Linked DNA regions of Oryctolagus cuniculus: region 2 is linked to region 1. The links are chromatin contacts, called in public Hi-C maps. All regions are on one chromosome and are shown on one strand. Each heading gives the region's core, a stretch centred on a gene start, on an enhancer-like site or on the middle of the called end of the contact. The rest is flanking DNA. Distances are from core to core; before and after follow the strand shown.

The links. Hi-C and Micro-C count contacts between places; a contact is called where the count stands out from the background.
Region 2: a contact with region 1 is called in a Hi-C map of an unstated tissue, with 4 times the contacts expected there. The contact joins the promoter of CTTNBP2NL here to the promoter of RHOC in region 1. A contact is called at or near these places in 3 of 6 Hi-C or Micro-C datasets (ear pinna, psoas muscle and an unstated tissue).

What each region holds. Positions count from the first base shown.
Region 1 is chr7:57,616,536-57,622,413 of mOryCun1.1, forward strand. It overlaps RHOC (ras homolog family member C), which reads left to right and starts at 2,935. Exons shown (of 5, transcript XM_002715765.6): 1 at 2,935-3,261. PPM1J (protein phosphatase, Mg2+/Mn2+ dependent 1J) reads left to right here. Exons shown (of 10, transcript XM_051857395.2): 10 at 1-145.
Region 2 is chr7:57,959,947-57,965,824 of mOryCun1.1, forward strand. It overlaps CTTNBP2NL (CTTNBP2 N-terminal like), which reads right to left and starts at 3,014. Exons shown (of 6, transcript XM_008264666.4): 1 at 2,882-3,014.

The DNA of each region.
Region 1 (5,878 bases), core at 1,685-4,184:
TCAGCCTCCCCTGTCCCAGAACCATCCCAGCCTCTGCAGACATACCCCTCTCCTAGCCCAAATCCAGCAGTTGTCACCCTGACCCAAGGGCGGTCTGCTGGATCCAGAACTACAGCTGTTGGGAAATAAACCAGATGGATAATGATGTGTGTCTGTATTTGCTTTGACTGGAAACTGAAAGGCAAGGCAAAGCTCAGGAGGGTCCTGAAATTGCACTCCTCAGGTTCTCTCTGCCCTCTGCTCTTGTCACCACACACACACACACACATGAGCCTTCTTGTCCACTCCTGTGTCTCCATCCGTCCCTGCTGGTGTCCCCCGCTCAGGCCCTCCCTGAGCTGGAAAACACACATCCCAGCTGTGCCCTGAACACCTCCTGGTTGGCCCCCTGGTGCTACAGCTCAGCTGCTTAGACTGAGTTCACCATTTCTCCCTCAGACAGGTGCCTTCTCCATGGGGCCGAGCTGGCTACTGAAGTCACAAAAGCAGAATTGCTCGCCCTTGGCTTTCATGTCTTCCTGATACAGCTGGGCACTACACAGTCAACACAGAGCTGCATATCCAGCAGTGTAGACCAGATAGCCTAGGTGTGTAGTTCACTGTACTAGCTAGCTTTGGTTAAGTGCCATAACAGCATTCTGGAATGATCCATCCCTCAGACTGTAAGCAACACATGACTATTGTTGATTACATATTTTAAAAAATATTCATATTTGTGTGCTGATCTCCTTTCCCACTGTCACCACCTTAGGTCTTGATTACCTCTGTCTCCTTAGTGGCTTCCTACGCACTCGGAACAGACAACTCCCAAGTGTGCTGCTGCCCCTTCTCCAGCCTCATCTGCCACCAGTAACACATTAGCCTCCTGGGGTTCCTGTAACTTTGGGGGCCTCTAGTAGCTCTCATGTGTTAGGTATATTTGAAAGGGAGAGTGACAGATTTTCTCCCTGCTGATTCATCCCCCAAATGGCCGCAACAGCTGGGACTGGGCCAGACCGAAGCTAGGAGTCCAGAGTTCTACCCAGATCTCCAACCTGGGCAGCAGGGTCTCAAGTACCTGGGCCATCCTCCACTGCTTTCCCAGGCACATTAGCAGGGAGCTGGACCAGAAACTGAACCGCGAGGATTCAAATTGATGCTCTGATATGGGATGCCAGCATCCCCTTATCTAACGCTTCTCCTGTCCTTGAGAGCTGAAGATCCCACAGCCCATGTGCACATGTATCACAGGCATCCCCTCCTGGATTATATGAGTATGTTAGGAGTTAGGAGCAAATGGCATTGAAGAGCAGGGCCTCCAGAGCCCAGCTGTTTGGACCCTGGTACAAGACCCAACATTAGTTCTTTTCATGTTTCTCAGCCTTAATTTGTTTCTCAGTAAAGTGGAGAAAATACCACTACTCCCTCATTGGGTTGCTGTAGGACTAAAGTAGTTAATAGATACAGGGCCAGGTCTCTAATAGGAGTTCCACAAATGTTAGCTATCTGGAAATTATCTGTATTCCTCATTTAGGCTGTCAGTTGTATGAAGGCAGGAATCTATCTGTGACGTAGCTCTCAATTCACGTATAATAATAAGTGATTATTGAGCAGGAGGCCTGGGACCAAGCTCAGGACCTGTCCCCACGGTTCTAAAATGTCTGGATGGTGCTTCAGATTTTTAAAAAAGATGTATTTATTTATCTGAAAGGGAGAGAGAGAGGGAGATCTTCCATCTGTTGGTCCACTCCCCAAATGGCCACAATAGCCAGGGCAGGGCCAGGCTGAAGCTTCTTCCGGGTGGCAGGGACACAAGCACTTTGGCCATCCTCTGCTGCTTTCTCAGGCACGTTAGCAAGGAACTGGATGGGAAGTGGAGCAGCCTGCGCCTGCACTTCAGATCTTAAAAGTCTGTATGACCTTTTTTTTTTTTTAATATAAAGATTTTATTTTTTGCACTTGAAAGGCAAGGGAGAGAGAGAGAGACTTCCACATGCTGGTGCACTCCCCAAATGGCCACCACAGCTGGAGCTGGGCCAGGCTGAAGCCAGGAGCCAGGAGCTTCTTCCAGGTCTCCCACGTGGGTGGCAAGAGCCCAAGCCTTTGGGGGCCATCCTCTGCTGCTTTCCCAGGCCCATCAGCAGGGAGCTGGATCAGAAGAGGAGTCTCCAGGACTGGAACAGATGCCATGCTGGCGTGGCAGGCGGCCGGCTTTACTCACTACGCCACAACGCTGGCCTCAGTCTGTATAGCTTGTAACATTCATGCAGCATATGTTTGCTGAAGCCCTCTTGTGTGCCACACACTTCCAGACGTGGGGTGGGGGCAGGGTGAAGGACCATGGGCCAGGGCAGAGGCATTGGAGCACTGGAGCCAGAGAGGCCCGTCACTTACAAAGCATGCACCTGTGTGCAAGCCACTTATCTGCGCTGCAGTTTGGGTCTACGCACCCCAAAGGCCTGTGACGACGACTAAGAGTAGTGTACCCATTCATTGAAAGTGCTTAGACTTCCTCCTCCTATACCCACCCACCTGCCCCGCCGCCTACCGGGAGGGAAGGAGACACACGTGTAGGTAACTACTCCAGGCCCTAATTTAGACCACGCTGAGGGTCCCTAGGCACTAGGAGGTAATACGAATTCACAGCCGGGAATCCTGAAGCATCCGCAGGAGTGCCCTTTGAGGAGTAGGCAGGAATGGAGCCTACGGAAATGCCAGCTAGCGGGAACGAGAGGATTCTGAAGTGGAACGGAGGTCTGGTTCCGAAAGGCTTTCAAGGCGGGGGTAAGACGAACGGTTCTCGGGGCAAGACGATGGGTACTCGTGTACCCCGGGGCCGCCCTGGCGCGGCCGCGCCTCCCCGCGTGGAGGAGGTCTCAGGTGCTTCAGGAGCCGGTGCCCCGCTGGCCACGGGAGGGCAGCAGCGGCCCGGTCTGACCCCACCCCGAGCGCCTCGCAACTTTCCCGACGCCGGTACGCCCCCAGGGGCCGGCAGCGGGGAGCAGGCTGAGTCCTCGGGGGGTCTCGCCGCCCACTCCTCTGCAGTCCCAGCATGTGCCAGCGGCTCTCCCCGCTCCCCAGGCCCCAGCAACGGCGACCCACGGCGGCCGAGCGCTGGAGCCGGAGGCGGGCCGAGCCAAGGGCCGCCCCCGGGCCGACCCTCTCTCGCCGGCCCGCCCCTCTCCTCCCCTCCGCGGCGCCGAAGGAGGGCGGGGCAGGGGCCCTGGGGTCAGTCTCAGCCTCCGGCACCGGCCGCGCGAGCTGGAGGCGGCGGAGCGGAAGGTACCCTGGGCCGGGGCCGGGGCGGCGGGGCGTCTTGGGGACTCGCCCCGGGAGAGCACTCTCTCCCTTCTCCGCTCGCCCGGAGCTTGGGGCGCGGCCGGCGGGGGGCTCCGGCCGGAGCGTGGGCCTTGTTGCTTCCCCTCGGACGCGGCGTCCGGGCTGTGCGGGGTCTGGCCGGATCGGCCCGGGCTGCGGCGAGGGGCGCGCGGAATTGCCAGACAGGGGCTCTCGCCTCCTGGGGTCAGAGCCGGAGTCCCTGCCTTTCCCTTCGCGCCCCTTTCCTCGTGTGGACCTGCCCCGCCGGGCCAGGGCCGAGAGGGGCGACTTGGAAGCTCCGTGAGGCGCTCTGGCTCCGGGCCCGGGCAGCCGGCCGCGCACCTACGGACCTGGAGGCGGGCGAGGGGCGGGCAGGTCGGGAACTGACCCCGGTGGGGGTGCTGCCTCCCCTGGCCGGGATGGGGGAATGGCGGGAATAGGGGCAGGGTGTGACCAGTGGGGGACGCCGCCCTGGACGGTTGCTGTAGCCTGCCCGTGGAGGGAAGTGGGGGGAGATCGGGATGGCTCGGGTGCGCGTGTCTAAGAAATCTCTTCTCCCTCACACTCCCGAACCCGCATCTCGCCCGTGTTTCTGCTTTAAAAGTTGGGGGCGGGGTATCTCCCGAAGACTTACTACTTCCTAGACGTCGGGGGAGGTGGACTGGGTCCGCCGGGCCCCGCGATTGGGCTTGGAAATCAAGGGAATGGCTGAGGAGCGCGGCCCTGCGCCTCCCCCCGGATTCCAGGCTGCATTGCAGGCCTGGAGTGGTGGTGGTTGGGTTACCCCTGTTGGGGTCAGTGGGGCAGTTCTTCTGGGGCTGCCTCCCACAGGGAGCTGGCGCTGGGCCTTGTGGCCTGGCCTGGGCTGCTGGCTCTCCTGCCCCAACCAGAGCCTGGGTAGAGAGTCTTCTCATTGAGAGGTGGGCTCCACTTGGTGCATGCGTGTCCCTGCCCCAGAGTTGCGGCTTCTGTCCGCCGCACCGTGTAGCAGCGGATCGCTGGGATTCCCCGCGGTGGTTGCCTGCCAGGCCTGCCTGGGTGCTTCTCTTTCAGGATGTCAGGGAGAGCCCCTTCTGTGGTGGGGAGAGTGTGGCCGTGTACTCCTGTCCTCTTCCCCCACATCCCAGCTTTGTGAGTGTGTGTGTGTGTGTGTGTGTGTGTGTGTGTGTGTCTGGGTCTGGGAGGGAGGCGCCACCAGGGTCCCCCACCAGGCAGGCTGGGGCTGAGGTGCGAGGTGGGGATGGTATGTGGGCCACAGAGGAGCTTAGCTTAGTTTGACAGGATGTGGGACTGAGGGAAACAGCCTGGTTTAGGGCAGAGATCAGGTTACCCGCCCCTTCTTAACTGCTCCCTGCCCGGCTGGTGCTGGGCCCCGCCGGCCCTCATTTGTCTCTTGTCTTGGGGCTCCTCCCAGCCCAGGCTCCAATCCCCTCCCCCTCCCCCTTTCCCTACAGCCTTGACTTCGTCTCCGCTCCGGAGCCCGCCCTCTCTTCCTCCCAGGCAGTGGGCCTGGGAACTTGAGCTGGCTGGAAGTCGGCTTTCTGGCCAGGAAGGAGGAAGTGAGGGGAGCTGGGAAGGTGTGATGAGCTGTGCAGATGCGTGTTCATGTGTGTTGGGGCGAGGGACACACACAAACCCTGGGAAGCTGACTGCTGGCCCTGAGTCACAGGGAGGGGTGGGCAGGGCCTTCCTTGAGCTGCGCGGACGCAGACGGAGGGAGGAAGGGGCTGTCCGGAGAGTGGGTGGAGGTGACTCCCTGGTGGATTATTCTCACACACTTACTCTGCTGCAGTGGATGTGTGGCTCCCTACAGTGTGGTCATTGTCCCCTGCCAGGGCTGAGTGACCCAGTGTTGCTGCCAGGCCTGGGAGGAAGGGGGAGGAAGGCAGACTGCCCAGATGCGGGCTGTGGGCTGCCGGGACTGAGCCTCCTTTGTGCAGCAAGCGCAGGGCTTGGGGACTGGGTGTGGTGGGCCAGGGCCGCTGGCGCTGGCTGCTGCCACTGCCCCCCGGCTGGGTTTCCTTGCATCTGCTGTCCTTTCTGAAGCTCTGGAGTAATGTGTCCAAATGGCAGACCCGGGTCCCGGAGACTCTGTGTATGGGACTGAACTTTATGGAGGCTTCATTTCCCAGTTTGTCAGGTGGGAAGCCACCTGCAGGTGTCTGGGGGCCGTGGAGGCTAATTGTCAGAATACCCGCACAGGACCCAGCATCTCCGGGTGCTACAGATCTTGCCCTTCCCCTGGGGTGGGGTGGGGGCTACCACCTGGCAGCTGCTGCTGCTGTGGGGTCTTGGAGAAGACCTCTTGGTCCTGAGTGGGCAGGGCTGACCTGAGCTGAGGAACAGACTGTTCTAGATTGGAACTTGATGACGACTCAACTTCAAAGGTATCGTAACTGAGGAAGCCCGATTGAAAAACCCTGGCATATAAAGTAAACAGAAGTGGCTCTTCTTGGCGGGTCTCTGAGCACCTCCCTATGGGTCAGGGGTCCCCCAGGTGTTAAATGGGTAAGAGATTGAAACATGGGTTCTGCTTCCCACATGGGTTTCCCTCCCACCTCCTGCTGTTGTGTTCTGACCT
Region 2 (5,878 bases), core at 1,764-4,263, 340 kb after region 1:
CAGGCTGACAAGCCAGGAGAGGGGTCAATCAGTTGACTAGACAAAGTGCCCCTGCAGACGAGTCTATACTTCTCACCTGGCACATCTCAACGCCAGCTCAATGGCAACGCCTGAGAAACGCACCAGTCTGCTCCACTCAGAAAAGCCAGCACTCAAAGTCAAGGTCTGCGATTTAACGGGCAGCACTACAAACACAAGTCCATTGCAGACTGTGTATTACGCCCACCATAATCAGTCCATATGATTACATTGGGGAGGCTGTTCTGTTTATATAGCTAGTGCCAGCTTAAAAGCACAAAATCAACGAAAAATCCATTTTGAAAAATTCTGAAATAAATCAGTAACTTATCAAAACCAAACACTCAGAGAAACTATCCTTCAATGGAAATCAGTAAACAATCAGTTAGTAGGCCCTCCTCAACTTACTTCATCCCCATTAGGTCAGTCTTAGAAAAATAAAATTCTGAAATGCACAGGTTTCACTTGGGTTCATAAGTCTGGTTCATATTTCATGATGGCAAAATTATATTACCTGGCCAGCATATGTTTCCTTATGATACTGGAGTTTTAGAAGCCCTCAGATAAGGAAAATCAAGTCAAATCAAGACCAAAAACATATGTTTATACTAATAAGGCATGCCATATTTTATCAGTACACTATCTTTCCAGCTTAAGACAATAGCTTCAAACTAAGTTCCTTAAACACTCATTAAGTCACAGTATATATACCACACACTGTAAAGGATAAAAAGAAGGCTCTATCTGCCCTCACAGAATCTGTAATTTAATAAGATGCACATACAAATTTTCTGCTTCCGAAATGTTTTCTTCATTTAACACACCAGACGGATGTTGAAAAAGTTAGAGGAGCTTTCCAAGACACAAAGCTGTATCAAACAGGTCCTGCTTAGTGTGCCAAATCATCCAAGAATGTTATTTGCTTTTTCCTCTCATTTATTAAGGCCCTGGCAATTGCCACCAACTGGTGTCCTCAGCCTCTTAGCTTATTTTCTGACCTCTGCCCATGTAATAAGATACATCTTCTTGGGATTTCCTGTTCTCTGTTTTTTTCTGCCGCTTTTGCAGCGAGGCCCATGTCTTTCCCTACTAGGGCAGCAGTGCACTCCGTGCTGCTGGGAAGACCCTGCACACACAGTCTTCTTGATGCTTTCCTCCTGCAGGTCCGGAAACAACCACTGAGCAGCTCAGCCAGCACTGAGAACCGCTCTGCAGACTCGGAACCCAACCACACAACACTCATTACCTCCAGGAAGTCATCTCAGGATGGCTATGCAGGGGAGTGAGAGACAACAGCCTACAGTCACCCTCTGTGATTCCAACTCCTTGCATCTCATTGCTTTGGCTAAATATAACAGCAGTGAGATGGACTTGGGATGGAAAGCAAAGCAGAGAAAAAAAAAAAAAGGCTAAAAATACAGCAGGTTTTAATATATAGAAGTGCTAAGCACAGATGGTTACTGAGGGCTCCAGGCCATGAACATCAGGCAAAAGGCATCACTCTGTTGCATCTGCTACAAATCCTTTACAAGCACACCACAGAGACGTGTGTTGGTATTTACATATGTTAATAGCTAACGTCCACCTTGCCTTTATTTACCCTTATCTCTGAGATACAAATTTTATTGCTGATATTCTAAATTTTGGTGGATGATAATGGCATTATAAAACCAATCAATAACATCCTATAGGTTTTTTGTGTCCCAGTAGGGGAAAAGCCACTCTAAAAGAGGGGCTGGGGAGTAATCAAAGGCCGAGGGCCCAGATTAATCATAAACCTAGACGACTGAACCTGAATTTTCTCCCCACACTTCCTGCCTTTTGTCTCAACCTGCAGTACAGCTTCAAGGTTAACTGGCTTCTCCCTGAGCAACGGGCTCAGCCCACCCAGGCCGGCGAGACCCTCGTTCCTCATTTATTTATCCACCCCGTTTCATTTGAAAACACGCTCTTGTTCATTGATTGTCAAACAATATGCCCTGTATTCCTACCCACGCGAGGCCAAGTCTGCAGATAGCCCACACGCCCACCTCATCGTGAAACACAAGGAGGACGGCTTCCCATCAAGCTCTCGGGGAGAAAACAGGGTGGAAAGCAAAAATAAAACGCAGCTCAAATCTGAAACGACCCTCAGAAGCTGGGCGGTCCCGAAGCAATAGAGGGAAGGTACAAAGCGTGGTGGGTTGGCGGTGCCATTTCTCTTTCTTCCAGAGTCTACAAGAGTCCCGAGGCAAGGGAGCTCTGGACTCCCCCACGGAGAGCAGAGGGTCACCGGGGCTGCAGAGGGGCTGCAGAGGGGCTGCAGAGGATGGGGGATGGGCAGAACGCAAGTGGCGAAGGCCGCTTCGCCCGTGCAGCTCGCCGTCTACTACGCGTCTTTGATTTTTTTTTCCCCCTTCGCCTCATCCTTCCTTTTTGGAAAACTGATATGCTATTACGGAGGAAACCGGCTCCGGTGCCACCCCGGCGAGCAGGGACAGGTGGAGGGAAAGCGGGCTGGCCCCCGGAGCGTACACGGCGAGGGTGGGGGCGGCAGCCTACAGAACGGGAACCTGCGATTCCCGCGCCAAGGCTGGGGCGCGGGACGGGAGGGGCTTCTAGGTGAGCGGCGTCCCGACGGAAGCCCCTGCCGAGGAGCCGGGAACTGGAAGGGGATGCAGTAGTAGCGGCGAGGACCCTCGGAGGATGAGGAGACGCCTCCTCGGGGAATACCGGGAGCTGGAGGAGGCGGCCCCGCCCCCTCAGGGGATGGCCCCGGGGATGAGAGCGGCCGGTGGCAGAGGCTACCCGCGCTCCTACGCCTGCTTTTCTCTGAGAACCCGGCCTCCCGCCACCGCCGAGCCCAGGCACCCGCCGCCCCTACCTTCCCGCGGCGCTCCGGGATCCGCTCCCCGCCGCCTCCGCCGCCGCCACCCGTTCCCCATCCACAGCCCCCGAGGTCCCGCCTCCCCAGCCGCCGGCGGGGCCACTGGCATTCGCCTGGGCCAGTCACCGCCTCGTCTCTCCAGCGCCGGCACCAATCCACGCGGGCTGGAGGAGGAGCTTCTCCAATGTCATTCAGGCTCCTCCCAGGGCCCCAGGATCCCTTTTGTTTGGAGAGAGCCAGGCTGGGATTGAGGTGGCGTCACTTCCGGAAGGAAGCGCCCTCCTCCTGCCGGGGCTCCAGGGTGGGCTCGTGCTGCCCCGGGCCCGGGGTCTGCAACTTTCTTACCTTTTGTGCAGTTCCTGGGCAGGGCCAGGGCACGAGCGCTAGGTTCTTTACCCTGACTGTACAGGAGTTTTGGGATTGGCGGGCGTCTGATGGCCCGATTGATGGGAATCCTATGTAAAATGCTAATAAATAAAGTGAGCTTTGTTGTCTGCTTTAAAATTAGCTGTTGAAAACCTGGTAAAGTGGCTTCCTGCTCTCCCTCCCTCCCTTTTTCCTGGACGCGCCTGGGTGTGGTGCTGGAAGCAAGGGCGCCAACAGGAAAGACCCGGGACCGACCACTCCTCTGTTTCAGAGAAGTGCAGAAGAGGATACTAGGTCTGGAGCCCCCGGGGCAGAGACACGGGATAGCACCCAGGAGGGCATAGACGTAGCCTGTCCGCCTTCGGGGCAGGAATGGAGCAATCCCAAGTTTGTGTGGCAAGTCTCTTGCCAGGTGAGGAGACTTCTTCGTGTTCCTGGTCCCTTGTACCGCAGGGTAATGGCGTTTTCAGTGAAGCGGAAACAAAGGACAGTGTGGAGGATGCAAGGAATGTAGATCTTAGTGGCAACAAGCTCTAAGAAGGACTTAGAGCCTGCAGACAGAGAAGATGCACCACTCTCTGAGGTCGAAGTTTCCTTTTTCCTAGGCGCACAGGTGGAAATTGATCGGAACCACACTATTTTTAGCACAGTAAAAGTACTTATAAGACAAATGTTTCTAATGTGTAATGTATTACCTTTAATTCAGTATTGCTTGTTTGAATTATTATTTGCAACACAGTCGTGGGGACGCACCCGCCATCCTGCAGGCAGGGCGCAGTTTACAGCTTGGGAGGAGGAAGTAGTCAGTCTGTAACCACCTGACCAGGTGGGAGTTTTTATCACGACATCACTGTGCAGGGTCTTTCATATCATGATATTTAATCTTCAGTGCTCGGGCCGGTGCTCTGGGCTAATCCTCTGCCTTGCGGCGCCGGCACACCGGGTTCTAGTCCCGGTCGGGGCGCCGGATTCTGTCCCGGTTGCCCCTCTTCCAGGCCAGCTCTCTGCTGTGGCCAGGGAGTGCAGTGGAGGATGGCCCAAGTGCTTGGGCCCTGCACCCCATGGGAGACCAGGAGAAGCACCTGGCTCCTGCCATCGGATCGGCGTGGTGCACCGGCCACAGCACGCCGGCTGCGGCGGCCATTGGAGGGTGAACCAACGGCAAAGGAAGACCTTTCTCTCTGTCTCTCTCTCTCTCTCTCTCACTATCCACTCTGCCTGTCAAAAGAACAAAAAAATAAAATAAAAAAATAATCTTCAGTGCTGTATGAGAACTCGGTCCCTATCCTGTAAGATAGGCAACATCGGGGCCAGTGCTGTGGTGCAGTGGGTTAATCTGCAGCCTTCAGCGCTGGCATCCCCTATGGGCTCCGGTTCAAGTCAGTCCCAGCTGCTCCACTTCCAATCCAGCTCCCCGCTGATGTGCCTGGGAAAGCAGCAGCAAATGACCCAAGTGCTTGGGCTCCTGCACCCACGTGGGAGACCTAGAGGAAGCTCCTGGCTTCTGGCTATGGCCTGGCCCAGCCCTGGTCATTGCAGCCATCTGGGCAGTGAGCTGGCAGATGAAAGATATCTGTCCTTCTCTCTCTAACTCTGCCTTTCAAATAAATAAATCTTTAACAACAACAACAACAAAAGACCACATTGTGTCCAACTTACAGAGGAGAAGACAGAGACTCAAGAGGGGTTAAGTAAGGTTATAGAGCTAGTAAATGGTAAAGAAAGCACCTGCAGGGATGACACTGTGGCACAGTGGCCTGTGACGCCAGCATCCCACACGAGCACCAGTCTGAGTCAAGGCTGCTCCACTTCCAGTCCCTGGTAATGAAAGCAGCGGAAGGTGGCCCAGGTGCTTGGGCTCCTGCCACCCACATGGGAGTTCCAGATGGAGTTCCTGGCTCCTGGCTTCACCCTGGCCCAGCCCTGGCTGTTGCTGTCATTTGGGGAGTGGACCAGCAGAGGGAAGATCTCTTTGTCTCCGTAACTCTTTCAAACAAGATAAATAAAAAATTTTTAAAAAGAGCGTCCAGTAAAGATGGATAACCTCACACCTATACCATGTTCGGTGTACCGCCCACTAGATCTCACAAGGAGGACCTCACAGTGCAGACAACGGGCATGGATAATTGCAAAGCCAATACGAGAGCCAGGAAGACAGCTCCATGCCTCCCTGTGTTGATCGTGGACTTCAGAGGGTCAGCGCTGTCTTGCACCTAAAGCCAGCAGCATGATGTGCTGAGATGCAGCAGCCCGAGTGCTTTTGGGTTGTGTCCTAGGAAATACAGAACTTCACAAAGGCGGCGTGATTTGTGTGCAGAATAATGCCATCTGAGAGGTAATGGGAAAAACCAGGAGATACTTTGGCTAAGAGCACTTAGTAAGTGCTCACTAAATACTGACTGGACATACAAGGTCTGAGAGGGTAAAAACACATCGTGAGTTACATTTCCTCCTCCTGCGCTTCGCTCTGGCCATGGGTGTGCAATGAGGAAGTGCCTCATCACTGGACAGTGAGGCAGACCTGGGAGAACAGGCTATTTTCTGCTGGCTTCTGAGTCACTGTTTGTGAATCAGTGAATCAGCTCCTCCCTCCCTTTGTAAGCTATTAACCCCCCACACCCATTCTAA